2 separate regions of the Zea mays genome follow, and region 2 is linked to region 1. A link is a contact called in public Hi-C data. All regions are on one chromosome and are shown on one strand. The core of a region is the stretch at or near the end of the contact, and the rest is flanking DNA. Distances in the headings are between cores, read along the strand shown.

Region 1 (5,027 bases), core at 1,751-4,250:
ACGCTGTCCTATCTCCTATCAATATAATTTCAACAAACTACAGACAGTCAGATATTTGCCACTTTTGATTACTCGATAACTCTTCATAAGGATTAGTCCATCTGAATATGTTAGCTAAACAACCATTTTGTTTCAAACACAAAAAATATGGCATATTGGATTGTACAGAAAACAAGAGTTAATGGCTGTGAGGAGTGTATAATGTGGGGAGACCAACTCACATGCAAACAATCTGCAGCATATAACTTCTGAAGAAAATTGCGACCATCTATGAGTGAAGCTAACCCCTCGGAAGTCACATGATCACATCTTGACACATCAACACTCTGAAATTGAAAAAAAGGATCAAAATTCACCATTTTTTAAAATGTAAACTTGCCAATTTTCAGATTTCAGATGACAGTAAGCAAAGTCACAATAAGGAGGCTAATAACGAAAACTGTTCAAATTTTAAATAATCAAATTGACACAATGTTGTGCATCAGCCATAAAAAATCTATGAAAGTTTAACATCCCAAGAAGTGATTACCTGCAGCGAATCGCTCCCCTTGCTCAGCAATTCCAAGCCTTCGTCATCTATACCTGAACAACAAACCATTGCCAATTCCTCAAGCCTCTCAAGTGACGAAATTGATCCAAGGGATCCATTGCCCACCTGCAACACAAGAAATATAAGCATATAGTGCAAACAAGTAGTATAATGGAATGATGCCATTATACTATCAATGAAAAAAATAAATAATGCAAGACTTGGGCCACAAATTCATTAAGCGCCCAGGCTCTTTATAGTCACACACCTAACACCTCAGTGGACGGCAAAATGTATGGATCATGATATTTCGTATGCTAAGTACAACTCTAACTTTAAACTTCCAATCTGGGGTTATCCAGTATCACAACATAATCATTTGCATGGCACAGATTGCTTTCAAAATGGGCCTATTAGGCCATTCCTCAGGCTTGTTATGTTAAAATAATGGATGTCCCTAGCTGTTACTATACAACCGCCTTTTAATCACCTTCTAATCACTACTAGTTAGCATATTGCCTGATTTTACCACAATTACATCTTCTACTCCCTCCGTCCCATAATATAAGGCGTAACCACTTTTTGTTCTTGTCCCACAATATAAGGCGTGCTCTCTCTGTGCATACGTACATCGATGCAGTGGTATAGATAGAATTAAATACATTTCTTAGTCTTTGAACCAGAGTTGGTTACGCCTTATATACTGGGACGGAGGGAGTAATCACTAGGTAGCATCACCTATCAAATACTCATTACTGTACTGATTTTTAAAACCTGGCAAAGAAAGTCCAAACAGGCCAGGTGTTACATGTAACTACTGTACACTCTAAGCTGTCACTACCTACAGACAGGAAAAGAGAAGTGAAGATGTAACCATTTCCTACAGTATGTGAATTTATTAAAAATAGCCACCAACAATATGACTCATAATGTTTGAATAGCACTTTCTCGCCGATATGCACTAGCTTCCAACTTAAGTCCGACTTCACAAGATTTATGATAATTTGCAGGTTAAAGTTGAGATTTAACATATCATGCTACCAATTCTGTACCACCACCATGTATCTGAAATTTGGTTTGTGCAGCTCTTGTTGGGTACTTGGGTATCATAATAACTAAACTGCCCAAAAATTCTTTGGACAATGGTGCTTACTTTAGGTGTGTTGCTGCATATGACATTTTCGTCATTTCTATAAACATTGTATCAATTGCTAGTCCAAACATCTACCCACAAATTACCATCTTTCATCAATCCACTACTCAAGCAATGAACGGTTCAATAACTCATACAATATAGTAATAGTAACCTTGAGGTAGGATATGTTGAGGCTGCGGAGCTCAGGGCACTTCTTGGCCAGCAGATCAATTCCAATGTCAGAGATCTCACGGCACCACTTGAGGCTGAGCTTCTCCAGCTTGGGGCACCCAACAGCCACCTTGGCGAGCCCCATGTCGGTGACGGCAAGGCATTTGTCCAGCCTCAGGTCCCTGAGCTCGGACGCCGCCGCCAACGCGGCGGCCTCGCGGTCCCCGGCGGTGACGCAGTGCGACAGGTCGACGGCCGCGAGCTTGGGGCAGGCCGCGACGAGCGCCTCGAGGCCGCGCCAGCCGACACCATTGGCCCGCGCGAGGCACACGCTGCGGAGGCCGGCGAGCCCTCCGCCGGCGTCGGCGACGGCCGCGGCGAGGGAGGCGTCGTCGAGCGAGGCGCAGGCGGAGAGGTCGAGCCGCTCGAGCGCCGGGAACGCGCGGAGCAGGCGCGGGAGCGGCTCGCGTCGGAGCACCCGAAGCGCGCGGCGGTGCGCGGCCTCGGCGCGCTCGAAGGCGCGGCTGACGAGGCGGCACGTCTTGCGGTCCCGGGGCTCCCGCAGGTGTTCCAGCACCTGGCCCAGTAGGTCCAGCGACAGGACCCCGATCCCCCCGGCGCCGGCGGCGCAGTCGAGTTTCTGCGCCTCCCGGCTCATCCCGCCGGCCGAGGAAGCGGCGATCCGTCCGCTCCCGGCGGGAAGGGAAGATGAAGAAATTGTAGCAGAATTTCGCGGCGAGGAGGTTGATTTAGGTGGGGATGAAGAGGAAGGAGAAGACGGCGACGAGGGAGTGATCGTCGGGGAGCGGAACGCGCGGTTCGGCGGGCCGGCGCGGTCGGGCAAGGGCGCAGCGCTGCTGCATGGTAGGAACAGGATCCCGCGAGTGCCGAGGGCAGCGGCGGCGGCGCGATACCGGTCCCGATCGATCCAGCCCAGCGGCGGACGTGGTGGATAAGCCGCGGGTCGGGCAGGCGGGGCGGCGGGGACTGGGACTGGGGGCAGGTACGTACGGGCTGTGGGCAGCTCGACAGGTGAGGAGAGAGAGCGAGAGGCGTGCAGGTGTGGAGGTGGAGGCGTGGCGTAGAGAGGGAGAGAGGAGGGACGGAAGAGGAGAGAGAGAGAGAGGGAGAAAGATGTGGATAGGTGATGCCGGTCGGAATACCGCCTGCCTCGGGTGAGGGTCGAAGGTGACACCTGATCAATCGCTGGTAATGCGGTGGAGAAGATGACTAAAACGCCCGGCCCTACTCTCGGACCCGCAGCAAATTTTCTTTTCTTTTTATTTGAAATGGATTAATATATACATAGCTAATTGAACTAATTATTTACTCTTACGTTACAACGGTTGGTTTCATGATTATTGTTTATGTTTAAATTATTAGTATAGGTATAATTTTTCAATATTTTAACAAATAGACATGAGTTAGAGTAATAGAAGCAAATCACTTAACATCAAACTAGCAGGGTACAGGGTTCGAATTTTCTACCTGACGTACGAAGAAACCTAAGTAAGATGCGACGAGATGGGTACCGCTAACAGTGTGTAAAATTGAATGAGACGAAAAGATACTAGATCGTGATTTAATATGGAGTAGAAAGTGTATACTGGTTTCTACTATTTTTATATTGTTTTTGTCTCTATAGTTTATAGCTATAACAGTTTAAACAATCAAATTTAATCATAAGCGAACAGAAGCGAACAGGCCCAAACGACGGTGCCACTTGCATTTCACAAATTGAAAAACTTGCATTTCACAAATTGAAAAACTGTGCAATGGGTAGGGCCAGGGGTAGCTTTTGACAGTTTGCTAGTGTAGCTGACCGGCAATGTTTCTTCTCTTTTTATTTATTTTTTTAAAAGAAGGAGAAGAAAGAACATTATCAAAAATGATAAATACTGGGAGTCATACTCTTGGTTATCGTCGCAGGAATCACATTCTGAACTAACCGATGTCATTGTATTCCTTTCATCATTTATGTCATCACGTACATGTGTCATTCTAGTACTACTATAGCTTTCACTTTTTATTTTCCATACGATCATGCTTTATTGCTTTTATAAATGTAATAAGAGCTAGTTTGGAAACTTAATCTCAGAATTAGTTTATGAGCCACACAACTAGAGGAGGTTGGAGACTTGGAGGGGCTAAAATCCTCACTCCAATTTTCTTTGAGGCCTAGTTTGGGTACTCTAGTGTTGACCCTAATCCACTTGTATTGAGGTGGATTGGGATGTAACTTAAACTAATTTACACTACAATCCACCTCAACACATGTGGATTTAACTTAAAAAGGACTTAGATAACAAGGGTAGTCTAAGTTGTGGATTTAACTTAAAAAGGACTTCCTTCTGAAGTTGCAAAGAGAATGACATTCGAAGAGCAGTTAACTAGAGAAACTTGAACAAAAGAAGGAACATCACACCAACGTACCTTCGTAGCACCCCTCTAGAGGACACTGCCTAAAATCTCGGGACGAGATTCCTTTAAGGGGGGAGGGCTGTAACACCTCAGGTGTTACCATGGCTAGAGCACACCTTGGTACTAAGGACTGTGATCACCTGTGGTAAAAACTTAAGGAGAACATAAGAACCTTGGAGACCATGTGTTAATCAAGATTGTTAATGACCTAAGAAGCATCACTCAAGCTTTTGTGCACTTACTACCTTGGGCAAGAGGGGGGAAAACCCAAGACCTCTCTTGAACCCTATCTTCCAAAACCATGGTTGAGAGGGGGAGAGAATAAGCAAGTGTGCAAACCATGAATTAATCTTTAACCAAACTTTAAGTAACTTTATAACCAGCAATTGTGGGAAGGAAATGTTGCAAAAAGACCCCTGGAGAAACCCCAAATCCATTCCTTAAGTGAAGAGAGAGCTAGAGCTCTCTAATTCTCTCTAAGTCAAAAACTACACCTACACTAAAGATCAACCGTGTTCACCTTGAAGATGGCACCAAAACCACCTATGTTCTATACCAAAAATGTGGCATACCACCTAGGGCACCCACTGAAAAAAGTTGAGCCCGAGACCTTAACGTTTGACATGCCTTGACATGGTTTTTGTCGCGAGGTGGGCAGAGTGACATACCTGATTTGGCGACCAAAGATCTCCCTACCTAGGCCATATCTGCCATGGCGACTCACGGATGAGAGACAACCCTAGGTGCGAGGAAAAGACTCGTGCCGGATTT
Region 2 (5,027 bases), core at 1,680-4,179, 140 kb after region 1:
TCCTAGCCTTCTCGGCCTCTCCCAGGAACCAATGCGCCACGCCGCCAGCCCACCACCACCGTGAGTCTGCGAGTTCAACGATTCAACCGGCTCCACGGCTCCAGCAAGGTATGCAAACAGTCCCCTTCTTATTCTTCCTTGAACTCTCACGGTCTCACCTAGATCTGTGGTCGAGCTCGTTATTTATATACCCCTGTTTTGGACTCTCACGGTCTCACTCTCACCTAGATTTGTTCCCCACTGATTAGCACATGAGCGTCTGAACTCTGAACTTACAATCGGGAGGAAGAGGACAGCTACTCGAAAACCTTATGCTAGTAGGAGGTTAGATGGTTCCACCAGTCCTTGCGAACTCACCCCAACCGTGGAAGGTAGATCTAATGGTGGAGTAGGTGTACCTGTGTGTAGTGCTGGTGCTAATGCCTCCTTACCTGTAGATGGTGGTAGTTCCTCCTTACCAGCAGACGAGGGTGAAGGTGTACCTGTTTGTAGTGGTAGTTCCTCCTTACCAGCTGATGCGCTAGTGCAAAGTGCTCCTAAACCATCTGTTTCCAGGGCAGAGTGCTGGAAACATATGGATAAGCGGGAGATTGTCGACAATGGTATAAAAAGTTATATTTCTGTATGTCATTACTGTAAAACTAAGTTGAGTGCAGATTCTGCTGGTGGCACTGGACATCTGAATCGACATTTCAAAGCTTGTTTGAAGAAGTTAGGGCAAACTCTTGGTGCAGGTGTGCAAACTCAACTTAACTTCGCTGCGGATGGCACTGTAAGTACATGGGTTTACAATCCACAAGTAGCACGTGAAGAAATTATTAAATACATTGTTTCTGAAGATTTACCTATTATGATGGGTGAAAGCCCTAATTTTAAGAATCTGATTCAATGTGCTTTCTGTCCACAATACCAACCTATCAGTAGAACTACTATAAAATCTGATTTGATGTCGCAGTACCGTAAACATCTTGCTGCTCTTAAAGAAAATTTTAAAAAAGTTCACTTTTCATTTGCTTTAACTTCAGATATTTGGACTTCATCACATCAAATAACTAGCTACATTTTTGTGGTTGCACACTATTTGGATAATTCATATTGTCTTCATAAGCATGTTATAGGTTTTAGAGTGATGAATGATTCACATACTGGTTCTGCAATTGCTAAGCATATTCTTGGGGTAGTTAATGATTTTGATATAAGGAATAAGATTATGTCTATTACTCTTGATAATGCTTCCTCAAATACAAATGCAATTGAATCCCTATCCCCTCATCTGCATTCATACATAGATGGTTATGTTGTCCACCAAAGGTGTGTGTGCCACATTATTAATTTGGTTGTTCAGGATGGCATAACAGTTGTTAGCAAATATTTGGATAATGTTCATGCTGTTGTTCGTTTCATAACAAGTACCCCTCAAATTATTACAAAATTTGGTGAGTATTGCAAGGCAAATAATATGAAACAAAGGAAATTTGGCCTTGATATGAAGATAAGATGGAATTCGACTAACCTTATGCTTAAGAAACTAGAAGGTTATGAGAAAATTATAATTGTCTTTGTGAATGCTAATGCTCTTGATATTGATTACATTTGGTTAATTACCGAGTCATTTGCTAAGCACAGATCTGATTCTCTTCTTTGCACTGTTGTTGCTCCAATGGAGTTAAAATTTCTAAAATACTTCGATAGCATATCCCATATATATTGCTTTGCAACTATTTTTGATCCTAGAAAAAACTTGATGGGTTACAAACTGCTTTAGAAGGAATTGGCGACTTGCTAGATATGGACTATTCAGATGCTTTCAATCATGTGAAAGATGAATTATTTCGTGTTTTTGGCTTTTATTATAACAAATATGGTGAAAGTAATGTTGCAGGAACAATGGCTGAACATGACATAGAACATTCAGATAGTTCTTTGACAGCTCACTTATGGAAGAGATCTAAGGGGAAAGAATCTGCTAACTTTACAACAAATCAAAGGTGGAATCATAATGCTGAATTGAATCATTATCTGTCTACTAACTTTGCAGTGACTGATCGCACCTTGAAGGGTGATAAGGTAAAATTACTTGAATGGTGGAGGGAACACAAGTATAGTTTTCCAGTATTATCTCATTTTGCTAGAGATATTCTTCTTGTTCCTGTTTCGACGGTTTCCTCTGAAGCAACATTTAGCACAGTGGGTAGAATTATTGAAGAAAGGAGGCCCTCTCTTTCACCTGAGACATTGGAGGCCATCACCTGCCTTAAGAATTGGAAAAGAGAAAGCAACATCAACTTGAAGATTATGAGGTTGAACAAGCTTTTGCTGATTTCAGCCATGATTAGTGTTACTTTTATCTAGTTCATGTGGACTGTTATTGTAATATGGACTATTATTGTAATATGGACTGGACATTAAAACTTTTTCCGATCTGTACTCTTTTCCTTACAGAGGAAGGCCCACACTGGGGTGTAAGGTTTTTAACGAGGCAGATCGAGGAATAAAAACATTTTCCCTCTAAAATTTGTTTGTGTTGTCTAATTTATTGTAACTGTTTATTTAAATAAATGACTTGTTTCTGTATTTTAACTGTTTTTAACTGGACTGTTGTTTATGTTGCGTGAGAGATTTGGACTTGTTTCTATATCTAACCTAGTCATATGATGATTAATTGCGAGCCGGGTCTGGGCCAGCATGGTCCAATGCAAGTCTGTCGTGTTTTATGACCGTGCTGGACCTACGTTTTAGGAGGTGAGCACGTTTTGGTCCAGTCCGAAAGAAATTCGTGCTAGCACGATCCGACGTATTTAAGCCCGAAGCTCGACGGACCCGTGCCGGGTCCACCTGGCCCGGCCCGGCCCAACTTGTAGGACTAGATCAAAAGGAAACAGCTGCCAAACGATACGTAATTACAGAAACAGCTGCGGGAGGAATCACCGAATCAGGACACGGCCGGCGGAATTCCACTTCCCATGCATTATTAGCCGAGGCGGGGCCCTCCTGTTGGTCCCACCAGTCAGTGGGATGTGTGGATGCTAACCAGTGCAGTGGAGGATTAGCGATCTTCTAGAATCGTGTGCGAGCTGGACAGCAGGAAGAGCCGTAGAGTTCGACGCGAGGAGCGAGCGAGTGATTAGCTCGTGCGTGCTGTGCAAGGAAAGTAACCCAGCAGATCGATCGGTCGAGGCGGGTAGGACAGGATCTAGAGGTAGCTAGCCATGGCGGAGGAAGCGTCTGCGCCTGCGGCGGGGACGGAAGCGCCGCCGGGGAAGATGACGATGGTGGTAGGGGTCGACGAGAGCGAGCACAGCTTCTACGCGCTGCAGTGGGCACTGCAGCACTTCTTCCCGCCGGGCCAGCCGCAGCAGTACCGCCTCGTCGTCGTCACCGCCAAGCCCACCGCCGCCTCCGCCGTCGGCCTCGCCGGCCCAGGTACGCGGATCTCTAATCCATGTGAGGATTCGGAGCTAGACTAGATGTAGCTTCCGACATCTCTGATTAGTTATATACCTGTATTGTAATCGATCGGTTCAGGCGCCGCGGATGTGCTGCCGTACGTGGAGGCGGATCTCAAGCGCTCCGCCCTGCGCGTCGTCGAAAAAGCCAAAGGCCTCTGCACACAGGTACGAGTACATCGAATCCCTACGATCTACCAAAAGTGATCCAGTGAAGGTTTACATGTGCAAATTATGCAGCACGTATCATCGTATTGGAAGCTTCATCCCTTAACTCGAATTGACTATAAAAAACAGCAGCAGGATATCAGCTTGTTTATGCATCATGTATCCCCAACCTTTTTTGGTTATATATTCCATGTTTTTATGTTGTGTGCGGACGGGAATGATTCAGGCGAGCGACGCTGTGTTTGAGGCGCTGGAGGGGGACGCTAGGAACGTCCTCTGCGAGGCTGTCGAGAGGCACGGGGCCGAGATGCTCGTCGTCGGCAGCCATGGCTACGGAGCCATTAAAAGGTCTGTACCATCTGACCTCACTCACTGCCTCTTCTCTCTTCTCTTCTCCCCTGTTTGCCGACTACATAGTTGCTGCCATCTTCATTTGTCACTGGCTGCAACGACTACCACTAACGAAATTCTAATTTATAAGATGAATGAATGGAAACCATAATTGACAGGCTCATCTCCTAGAAATAGATTTCACATCGATTGATGGTGTTCGAGTTAGTACCTGGCTACCTGCTAATGTTCTTTTCACGCGCTAGGGTAGGAAAAAAAACGCGCCAGAGTACTATCTTTTTTATTGTGTTTTCTATTCACAGGGTTTGCAGCTTTGTATTTCTGCGGCAAACATATCAGTAATGATATCTGCACTTGTTGGCAACATACAGAACGCCAACACTTTATATGTCCATGACTAATGAAGTAGGCTTTCCTCAATGAACTAGGCTAAGCAAGAATTATTTTGCGTGTATGATTTCAAATAAACCAACAATTGAAGGGGCCTTCTTGTTGAAACGTGATTTGATAACTTAGTAACGTTCCTCACAAACACCTCCATGTATTGAGACTTGAGAGCAAAAGAAATAACTATTTTGAAGGATCTATACACTCGTTTAGTCGTTTTGACCTGCCCTAAATACACATATCTTCTTCACTCTGTCTGCGTTCTAGGGAACAATTTACTACAACTACAATGGCCATTGCTTTGCATTTCAACTCTACATCCCTTTCCTCGTCTACTTCAAATGTCCTTTATTTTCGAAAGCTATAGTTCCAAGTGTCTTTGTTTTCCCCGAAAGATCTACTTCAAATTTATTCTGGTTGTCATTTCACTTTCGTATTATTGATTGATTGACTGTCCTCAACCTTCCTCAGGGCTGTTCTTGGAAGTGTGAGCGACTACTGTGCCCATCACGCGCACTGCACCGTGATGATAGTAAAGAAGCCCAAGCAGCACAAGCACTGATCAATGCCGACTGATCACTACGTGTACTGCAAATAATATGTACTACTGCAAAGTTATGTGTGCGTCCGTCCGTTTGTGAATAATTGGGTCATCAACCATCACATCTTCGGTTG

Evidence for each region. A called contact is a pair of places that touch in the nucleus more often than the background predicts.
Region 2: a contact with region 1 is called in a Hi-C map of leaf, with 3 times the contacts expected there. The contact joins the promoter of LOC100283791 here to the promoter of LOC103640946 in region 1. A contact is called at or near these places in 3 of 25 Hi-C or Micro-C datasets (ear and leaf).

The regions. Positions count from the first base shown.
Region 1 is chr10:23,347,199-23,352,225 of Zm-B73-REFERENCE-NAM-5.0, forward strand. It overlaps LOC103640946 (F-box/LRR-repeat protein 3), which reads right to left and starts at 3,001. Exons shown (of 7, transcript XM_008664387.3): 1 at 1,837-3,001; 2 at 530-655; 3 at 222-326; 4 at 1-15. The coding sequence starts at 2,493.
Region 2 is chr10:23,488,756-23,493,782 of Zm-B73-REFERENCE-NAM-5.0, forward strand. It overlaps LOC100283791 (fiber protein Fb19), which reads left to right and starts at 2,930. Exons shown (of 4, transcript NM_001156690.2): 1 at 2,930-3,423; 2 at 3,526-3,614; 3 at 3,841-3,962; 4 at 4,824-5,027. The coding sequence starts at 3,210. The coding sequence ends at 4,914.